3 separate regions of the Mus musculus genome follow, and regions 1 and 3 are each linked to region 2. The links are chromatin contacts, called in public Hi-C and promoter capture Hi-C maps. All regions are on one chromosome and are shown on one strand. The core of a region is the stretch at or near the end of the contact, and the rest is flanking DNA. Distances in the headings are between cores, read along the strand shown. Region 1 holds the start of Bhlhb9 (basic helix-loop-helix domain containing, class B9). Region 2 holds the start of Tceal8 (transcription elongation factor A (SII)-like 8). Region 3 holds the start of Armcx5 (armadillo repeat containing, X-linked 5).

The links. Promoter capture Hi-C pulls out the DNA fragments that hold promoters and counts their contacts. Hi-C and Micro-C count contacts between places; a contact is called where the count stands out from the background.
Region 1: a Hi-C map of uterus shows a contact between it and region 2, with 8 times the contacts expected there. The contact joins the promoter of Bhlhb9 here to the promoter of Tceal8 in region 2. A contact is called at or near these places in 1 of 39 promoter capture datasets (cranial neural crest) and 2 of 484 Hi-C or Micro-C datasets (embryonic stem cells and uterus).
Region 3: a promoter capture Hi-C map of hippocampal neurons shows a contact between it and region 2, with 2.1 times the contacts expected there. The contact joins the promoter of Armcx5 here to the promoter of Tceal8 in region 2. A contact is called at or near these places in 5 of 39 promoter capture datasets (the 3T3-L1 cell line, cranial neural crest, erythroid cells and 2 more).

What each region holds. Positions count from the first base shown.
Region 1 is chrX:135,884,143-135,887,431 of GRCm38.p6, forward strand. It overlaps Bhlhb9 (basic helix-loop-helix domain containing, class B9), which reads left to right and starts at 1,709. Exons shown (of 5, transcript NM_001098222.1): 1 at 1,709-1,945; 2 at 2,703-2,784; 3 at 3,119-3,175.
Region 2 is chrX:136,170,980-136,174,389 of GRCm38.p6, forward strand. Tceal8 (transcription elongation factor A (SII)-like 8) reads right to left here and starts at 1,272. Exons shown (of 3, transcript NM_025703.3): 1 at 1,153-1,272; 2 at 657-726; 3 at 1-70. The coding sequence starts at 43.
Region 3 is chrX:135,740,852-135,744,179 of GRCm38.p6, forward strand. It overlaps Armcx5 (armadillo repeat containing, X-linked 5), which reads left to right and starts at 1,841. Exons shown (of 4, transcript NM_001009575.5): 1 at 1,841-2,127; 2 at 2,712-2,763. Gprasp1 (G protein-coupled receptor associated sorting protein 1) reads left to right here and starts at 1,841. Exons shown (of 11, transcript NM_026081.5): 1 at 1,841-2,127.

The sequences.
Region 1 (3,289 bases), core at 459-2,958, 290 kb before region 2:
AAGGAGTAACACATATAGGATTCTTTGGGGATGCAAAAAATGGGTTTTCTACTTCAATATAGAAAACGTTGAATCCGCACATCTCCTTCAGTGGGGCAGGGGTATGATGGCATTGAATGTTTTGCATCCTCTCTTATGACTCGTGTCCTTTTGCCTACCTCTGTCTTTCCTTGCTACCTAAAGCTACCTTCTCTTTGTCTCATTTATTAAATTTTTGGATTTTACCCACACTTCATCTGTTTGAGAGGAGTTACATAACCTGATACTTTTCTCTTTTATTCTCTTTTATTCCATTTAGGGCTAATTCTATTCAAATAATTTTACTATATTTGAATAATTCTATTATAGTGTTAGTTAATACATAATTTGTATCACATCAGTTAATAATATATTACTATCTAAAATAAAGTATGGTTTTCAGAAAAAAAAGAACAAATTAAAATCTTTTAAAATATTGGTTTTTCTGACCTACAGCAAAAAAAAAAAAAAAAGTGTGATTCTTCAGCAGTGGAGTCTTAATAGCCAAAGGATGTGGCAATAGCTTCTGTTGTTTTAGGTGCCACCGGGGCAATGGTTCTCAACCTTCCTGATGCTTTAATTCAGTTCCTTGTCTTATGGTAACCTCCAAGTACAAGATTATTCTCGTTGTTACATCATAACTGTGATTTGGCTAATGTTATGAATCATAATGTAAATATCTGATATGCAGGATATTTGATATGTGACCCCTGTGAAAAGGTCATTCAACCCTCAGTGAGGTAGCAACCCATAGGTTAAGAACCACTGCTCTGAGGCCCCTTTAACCAGTAACTCGCAGTGCTTGGTACTGGGATTTTTATTTAATAAGTCGTGTCTTCTGAGAGCAGCAGCCTGGTCCACCCATGCAGGGTACCTCTGTTCAAACTCCTTTGTCTTCAAATTATATTTTAAAATTCGCTTGCATGCTAGTTGTTTGCTTTAAGGCTTCTTCATACATTCTATGTTTGGGTTGACCTATCACCTACTCTGTCCCAACCTACTCCCACGCCACCTCCCAGTTCTTTTATGTCATATGTGACTAGATGAGTTTTTAGTCCAAATAAGTCAAAGGAAGTAAAGTGACTTTTACCCCAGACCTCTGGTTGGTTTTCCAGGGACAGAAGTCTGGCTTTACCCTGGGGGCAGCGATGTAAGCTGCAATGGTTGCTCCCATTTCTTTTCCTCTAGGAACTCCATGAAGCATTGAGAGAAAAACATGAAGAATCAAGAGTCCTCTCTGCAGACTGTTGCTAGGCTACCTGTTCCCTCTCTAGCTGCAGTACTAAAAGCCCTCCTCCCTTTCTACTGGCGTCAGAAGCTACGAGAGAACTGAAGGGTAGCAAGAGATGGAGTGCAGGGAGGGGCTGGGGGCCAGCAAAGCCCAGCTTCCTACTGAAGTACAGGAGCACTCAGTATCCCTCCGCTGCTCCCTCCTGTTCCACATCTCCAGACCACCTTCTCTCCATAGTCCCCCTCTCCAAAGCCCTCATAGACTCTAGATTTCAGCCATCTCACACACTGTTGTGGCACCCCCCCCCCAAAAAAAAGTGGTGGTGGTCTCTGGTTAGGGTGAACAGGGGTCTGCAGACGCCTACGGGTGCAACCCACCTCTCCAAGAGGAGTGGGGCTGTCTGGCCCCGCCCACTCCGAGTCGGAACTACAGTGGGTCCAGGAGGGGGCGTAGAGCCCCGTGCGCAGTATCCCTCCGCCCCCTTCCCGACACCCTCGAGGTGAGCTGTGCTTGCCGCATCCTGCGCAGCCCCTGCCTGTTTGGTGCAGAGACGTAGGGGCGGGACACGTCTCTGCCATTCCACTCGCGCGCAAAGCGGTGGGGGTTCTGTGAGAGGATCCGCCGAGGACAGAGACCAGCCGGGAGCAGGAGGGGGACGCGGGGGAGCCCGGACACCTGGGCCGTGCGCCTGGCCAGGCAAGTGGAGGTGTGTCGAGGGCTCCGAGTGGTCGCACACTGAGGACCACTGCCCGGCCCTGACAGTCCAGTGAAGGCCAGCAGGTCGCGGCCTCCCTGGAGTGTGCGCGGTGCTCGGAGACCCCAGGCGGTGGGGAGGAGGAAGCGGGAACCCGAACCGGGCCCCGGGCGCAGGGTGGCAGCCAGAGTGTCTTGAGTCTGAGGGTCTGGAGGCCTGCAGAGCAGATGGCCTGGCAGCAGGCTTTTCCCCCCGGCCCTTTTTGGTGTTTGGGCCCTGCAAGGGTTGTGGGGGAGGCGACTATGGGAGAAATGGCGGCGCGGAAGCTGGGGGTGGTGCCCCTTGGAGGTTGCTGTTCATGGGTTGGAGGCAGGTGGCCAACTCTGGTGATGGTTCAGCTGTTTGGTGAGTCGCCTTTCTACCTGGGCCCTTATTCCAGAAAGGGATCCATGTGCCCTGCATCGTGGGTGCTGTCTCTTCCCACAGACTCCTGCTTGGTGGCAAAGTCTCTTGTCAGGGTGGTAGAGGTAGTGTATTCTGGGGAAGGTGAAACATCATTAGAGGGGCGATTATGAAGATGTCAGAACATAAGAATGAAAAGTTCATCTGCCTTCAATACAGGATTGTTTTATTGCCCTCTGTATTTAGACTCCTGTACCTAATTTACTGCAAGGAATTGGTCATAATAAGGAGTTGGTCATATATACAGAACTCCTAGCTATATAAATATTATGACATTGTCCTATCTTTTATATTCAGGATCCATTTTCTCAACATTTCACCTTGAACATTTGTTTTAATGTTCGAATGGACTTAAAGTAAAGAAGAACTTTTTGTGCAGGTGGGTGTTCAATTTAGAATATTTGAAATCACTATTGGAGTTAAGTGTCTCTTTCTGGGACCCCCATATATCATCCCCAACTTTTTGTTGTCCCTCATAGTTTTATACAGCAGCAGTACGGGGTGGGGGGGGTGGGGGGGGGTGGGATGCAGTTTCTGAAGGTAGCCATTTGGGTCACACATGGGAGCTGATGGAGATCATGTACTTGGTTCCTAATTCTTTAACAGAGGTATTTGAACTTGGGTTTTGGAAATCTGCCCATAAACCTATAATTTTATACCATGGTCAACATTTTTTTTAATATTTTCCTCAATATCTTTTGCTTTCTATGTAGGTCGACTCTTCTCCAGCCAGAGGGAAGAATAGCATCTCCCGAGCATCCTGCTTTGTGGTAAGACTGGCATTCATAGCACGTGAGGCAAGATCTAGCTATACAAAGGGAGGCTGGTATTTCAAACATGACCTTGGAATTATTGTTTTCATTAGCTTCCCTGCCTTCTTCCCA
Region 2 (3,410 bases), core at 22-2,521:
TGTTCTGGGGTGTTCCTTCGTTCTCGTCACAAGACTTTTGCATGTTGATTATTTTCTTAATGAATTAATCCTAGGGGGATAAAAACAAGGAAACAAAACCGACTAGGTGTCAGGCAGATGGACAAGCTTTTGTGTTCCCATAGCGACTGACTTTTGTTTCAGGTCACTTAATTGCCAAAAAGTTTTCTAACTAGACAAGTCAGGTTCTGAGCTCCTGACTCCACCCCTTCCTCCACCCCCCCCACCCCCCCCTTGCTCTCCAACTCCATCTTCTCCTGTCCCGGCTCCAGCCCACCATTTTCCCAGCAGGCCCTGCAACAAACCTCTCCTAGCACTGAAATGGGAGCGGCGTGGAAGCAATTAACCCTTCCCTCACCACATGGCTCTAACACTCCCGCCCTTTCGGGCTTTTCCAAGTCATCCCATCCTCAGCTTCTCACCAGCAACAGTCAGGTCAGCGGTCTCCTCTCTCTTTTAAATGTCTTTAGCCTCTCCCTTTCCTTCCTTCACCCCATTTCCGCAGCAGGATTTGCAGGGGCCTTCTGTGCTTAATCCGGATGGGAGGCAGCCGTGACGCCCCTGGGATGTGCTTTGGTGTCTTCCACACTCCTACCCCCACCCAAAGGGACCTGAAGCAATTGCACCCTTGCACTGACCTGTAGGTACCTGGAGATTTTCCTCTCTTCTTGCACCTCGATTTATGTCGCGCTCAAAAGATCAAGAGTGCTGAAGAAAGACAGGAGTTCTTGGTGAGCACACTAGTGCCTAAATCAAAAGGTCTTGCTAACGGATAGCACAAAGTTTTTCCACATCCCCCTCTTCTCCCTCCCTTTGTGGCAACCCCGCCTTCATCTGTACCCTGTTTCCCAGCAAGAGGGCAAAGAATCAGACAAGTTTTCCCCACAGTGTTATTGTTTCTTCTCTCCGTCTCTCGCAGTTCTCCTTTCCCCGTCTCTTTTCTTTCTCTGCCGGACTCGGTTAGCTACCTCCCTCCCAATCTGCCCCATCCCTCATCAAGCAGCCCCAAACCTCTCGCACAAAATAGTTTAGCAGAACCCTAGGATAAGAGAAAGAGTGCGGGATGAGCGTGCTTTCTGTTCTCTGCTCCCTCCACCCTATGATCTCTTAAGCCAGCGCCCACTATTAAAGTACCTGGAAGTAGCTGGGCCACTCTTCTCTAGCAGGACAGAGCTGCTACTGGGGAACTGGGCCTAGACTATAAGGACTTCTGCACACGTCGACTGCTGGTCACGTGAGGATCGCGTCATCAATGAGCTCCAGCCTTTGGTTACCCCTCCCATTAACATGCAGCCCGCCCCCTACATTCCCTTCACTAGATACTGTCAATCTTTTTTCCTATTTGCCAATAGGAGACAATAAAACTCGTCTCGTCACCAAGTAGTATCTATTCACCTTACTCAGATTACCAGGAAAAGAGCAGTCTTTTAGGGTACGTCGACCAATTCTCCTAATTTGGGAAGTCAGCTCTTTCTCTCCCTTGCTCCCTATACTTCCCTTCCCCTCCCCCCACCAAATCCTACAGTCCACCATTTCTCTGGGAAGCTTCTCTGTCTTTAAAATGGGGGAAGGTTGTAGATGTGCGCTTGTGGGGGTAGCGGAAGAATAAAAGCCTAAGGAAGGGATGTTTAGCTTCTTGAGTCGTTTTCTGTGGTGTTCTGTTGTAAGAATCAGGGTTTAAAATGATATTTAAAAAGAGATACTTCATATTCACTATTTCACACTAGATGAGGAGAAAATAACTTCATTAAATCAATTTTAAGGTTTCAAAAAGTATTCTAATGACTGCAAGTGAAAGCACAGTATTTACAACATATTGATGTGTTGGGGTTTTTTAAAAATCTTACTAAAATGGCATCGTTTGCAAACCGACTCTGAAAACAGCCGATTTGTTTCGTTAGTTTTGTCTCCGCAATCCACGACTCTCTTTGCCTGAGCTTAGGCTATTATTAGACGTCTGAACTTTTAATTGATGACTGCTGGCAGCTCCCACTTGCAAATAAAGGCTTCAGACAGACTTCTTTTCCTTGTCCTTTGTGGGAGCCAGTGTCTTTGTTAAACAGAAAAGCCTGCTTTTCACTCAGTGAACTTTCGTGGGACTCAACGAAATATGTTTGTTGGTAAACTTTTGTTATTAAGAACAGAATGTTTGTAAGGAAAGAGCGCTCACAATGAAGCAGAAAGGAGGTAACTCTTTGTATGTCACTATTGACTGTGGGGCTTATTAAGCATGTAGGGTTTTCCATTCATTCATTCATTCATTCATTCGTGGAACTCTAGATACCCTGGTAGGATTCAAAGTGCTCCATTAAAACAAGAGCCATCTCAGAGAACTCCATACCCTACCATAGAGCTATGTACACCACATGTTCACTGCTGCTTTCTTCACCATAGCAAGGAATAATGTTCAGCTTAAAAAAAAAAAAGAATGAAAAAATGTTGTTACAAAATTTTCAGGAAAATAAACGCACTTAGAATGTTTAATATTCACTGAGATCACACAGTATCAGAAGGAAAATAAATCACATAGTCTTCCCCATAAGCAAAACCTAGTCGATAATATATATGTATATAAACGAATTTACATGTAGGCACAGTATAACATTCAGAAATGAAAACAAGAAAGTCTAATATTTGGAGGTGAGGAAGGATTGAATGCAAAGAATGGACATGAGATAGGAAGAGGACAGAAATCTAATCATTTGCCTAGTTCTAACTTTGCTGTGGATTTCTTCTTTTCTTTTCCTTGTTGCTGATAGATAAGTGCTTACAATACATTCAGTAGTGTAGGTGTAAGCTCAAACGCGCAGCCTCACAGCTTCAGAACAGATATTTGAACTGTACTCCTAGTTCTAACTTTGTCCTGGATTTTTTCTCTTTTCTTTCTTTTCTTTTCTTTCTTTCTTTCTTTCTTTCTTTCTTTTCTTTTTCTTTTCTCTTTTTCTTTTTGGTGATAGGTGTATATTCACTAGAGACAGCATAAACTCCAATGGGAAGTGCCACAGCTTCAGAACAGGTATTTTAACTGCACAGAAGTCCATTGAGAGGCATAGACTTCAGTTCTCCGTAATTTCATTGCCTGGCATTTTTTTTTTTAATTTTCAAGTTTTTTTTTTTACAATAAAGTTTATAAAAATAAACTATCAACATGCATAATTGTTGTTATCAAAAAAGCAGAGAGGATATTACTAGGGTGTTTAAAAAAAAAAGAACAGCACTATTTTAAAGAAGAAACAGAGCTTCTGAAAGCCACAGTTCACTAGTATCTGCAGGAGTGGTGCTATTTGCAGTGGTTATCTATCTATCTACTTGGAGAATCAAGGGAAAGACAATTCGGTGTGGCTAGGACTGTCTCTTGGCAAGTGTGATCACAGCAGGATGTATTTGCACAA
Region 3 (3,328 bases), core at 591-3,090, 430 kb before region 2:
AACTCCTTCCATGGGTATTTTGTTCCCTATTCTAAGGAGGAATAAAGTATCCACATGTTGGTCTTCTTTCTTCTTGATTTTCTTGTGTTTTGCAAATTGTATCTTGGATAGTCTAAGTTTCTGGGCTAATATCCACTTATCAATGAGTGCATATCATGTGTGTTCTTTTGTGATTAGGTTACCTTACTCAGGATGATGCCCTCCAGTCCATCCATTTGCCTAAGTTAATACCAGCCTTATTTATAATAGCCAGAAGCTGGAAAGAACCCAGATGTCCCTCTTTCTTTCTTTCTTTCTTTCTTTCTTTCTTTCTTCCTTCCTTCCTTCCTTCCTTTCTTTCTTCCTTCCTTTTTCTCTTTTCTTTCCTTCTCTCCTCTTCTCTTCTCTTCTCTTCTCTCTCCCTCTCTCTATCTCTCTCTCTTTAACTGTTTTTAGGGCCCTGGGCTGGCCCATCTGGAGGGACCACTACCACCTATTTTTTACAATTATGTTTTATTGAGCCTCCCACCAAAACTATTTTCATCTTGTGTCCTGGGTCATGAAGATGGTCTGTCTGGACTGACCATCACCACCTAGTATTGTTCCTTATAGGCTGGTTATTCCTTCCAAAAGTTAACCTCCTGCCTCATGACATTATCAGGTTTTCTGATAATGTAGACTGGGACTGAGGGGAAACCATGCACTTTTATTAAGGCAATTTCAAAATTACAAACATCCCTGAAACAGGAAAAATGTCTCTCATCATAATCTACTAATGTCATAGCTCAGCTTAGAGTTGAGGCATACAGGACTGATGGGCTGGGACATTTCTAAGTGGTATACATGTTAGAAACACTTTCTGATTCTAAGGCTTATTTTAATTAAATTTATGTTCAAATAGATAATACAAACATGAGGCCCAGCATTCAAGATGCAAGGACTTATATAGTCAGAGATTTAGGGGGCAAGAAACGTGAGGGAACAAGCCCGGAGAAATCCACAGAGCAGGGACTGGTGTTGGTCCACGGGTACAAAGATACTTTGGTATTATGTCTTGTCAGTAAGAAGATTCTTGTTTTCCCAGTGCCTAGATTAAATCCAAGCCACTGCACCTTATGGTAGTGAGGTCATCCTGGAGTAGAACTCGTCTGCACAGTTCTTTTTCTCCCTGTTTTTCCTCTATCCTTACTTCATGTTATCTAAAACTATTTCAAAACAAGAAACATGCCGGACAATAAGAGCAAAAGATTTCAAGGGGTGGCAACAGGAAACATAAAAAGGGAGATTGAAAAACAAAACAAAACAAAACAAAAACGGTCTGGCAGCAGAGCAGTTTTCCATAGGTTCTGCCGCTGCAGCAAGAATTTTATGCAAACAAGCCCTTACAGGTGCATCACTGGCGGATTTTGCTTGTAGAAGGAACAGTTTAGAATTTGTTGGAATAAATGAGAATTTTTATTTGTAATTTCAGCGTTGAGAACCGCCCCACCCCCAGCATCGTTTCTACCTTGAGCCCCTCCCCTACCTAACCAGCTCACTTCAGTGGGCGGTGGGTTTAGTGAGGAACGTGTAAAAACACTAGAATTCTTTGCTATCCTTCCGCCCGGTAAGGCGGCCGCTTTTTCTTCTGACGCCACAGCGTGAAAACCGCATGCATTTCGAAATGGAAAGACATGTCTAAGAAGGAAGCTAAAACCGACATTTGGTAATCGCCTGCTTGCGGGTGCTTGGCGCGGTTTTCCCTAGTTCGGGATCAGAACCTAAGTGTCGCAGTGTGCGCCACAGTAGTATCACTCCGCTTCCCTAAGCCGGAACTCCTTAAATAACTCTAGCTCCTCCCTCTGCGGGCCTCCGTAATGACGTAGCCGCGCCTAGTGCGTCCCGGCGGATGTAGGTAGCTATGTAGTCGCTTCGTGAGGGACCGGAGAGAGGAGTGGGTACCGAAAGGTGACAGTAATTTGCTAGTCATGGCCCTTCATCTTGTCCTACATCCCAAGCTCCCGGCAAGCCCCTAAATTACAGTCGCCGCCATTGCCTCTGCTCCCTGCGGCGGACTGCCGACGGCGTTTGCCTGCCTCCTTTCTGTGTGGGAAGGCGCCGCCGGAGAGAACGCACCTAAGAAAACTGCCTTGGATTCAAGCAGAACAGGTCAGTAAGAAGGAGGGCATTGCTTGGGGTTGTGGTTGCGGGTTCCATGATTGGTGCGGGATTGGTGACCTGATTTTAGGGGGCGAGTGTTGGGAAGACAGACTAGGGAGGATGAGAAAAAGCTATCTACGTTTCCAGAAACTCGCTTCATCACGTTTGGGAAGGGAGATGGATGCAATGGCATCATCTACTGGGGAGATGGCGTACTTGTCAGAGAAAGGACTACCACCACTGATGAACGCAGTTGTCTGAGGAGCCTTGAGAATCAGGAAGGAGATACACAAAGGGGTTATAGATGTGGGAACATTAAATCTTGTGTTGGGTGTATTCGAAGATTGCACATTCTTATCTGACCATTAATTAACCATATCTTACTCAGTGCGATTTCATTTGATTTGGGGCTATCACACATTCATTTGTGTGGATAGATTTTGTGCCAAGTTTGCATTTCTCCACGTTTCAGGGCGGCAGATCAAAAGGGGAGGGGAGAAGATAAACAAAACTGACCTGATTTCTGTACTGTGGGAGAAAGCTGCAAGACTAGGTAGGGTTCTAGAATAATTTCTACATCTCCTCTTTTCCAGCCTTCCAGAAATGCCCTCCGCGTTACCCCAACTATGTTGCAGAATGTGATAGGTTTGTGTGGGTGGGTGGGGGATAATCATAAGAATGTGTAAGAAAATTGAAAATGATACTTTTCATTATTTCCCCAGCTTCCTGTTATTGTCAGGCGTTTCATCCCTACTGCTACCAGTACGACCAACTGTGCAGAGATGATTTAGTTGTCCCTTCATGGAAATGATCAGGCTTTAAGAATATAGCAGAGGAACGTGGAGATTTGGGGGTGTCATGGGGGGATGACAAAAAGAAAGGGAATCAGAGAATTCTTTACCAAACAAGTATCTGTATCCAGCAAGCATTTATTCCGTAATTACTGTTTCCTAAATTATACTCAGTAGTGCTGTTCTCATGTTTGTGGATTTCCATTGATAGACACATCCGGAGGGTTGTATAACTTGGCTGTTGTGAATGTTTGTAAAATAACTGAATGTGAAGCTAGGAGATAATGAGAAGGCAATTGTCCAGATTCGAGGATTAGTGTGAAGACAGACAAGGATCACTGAGACTAGAATGTCACACCCTTCTGTTTTGTCAGTTTCTCGATGACCTCTAGCTGGTCTGTGGATTCACTTAGGAGTCT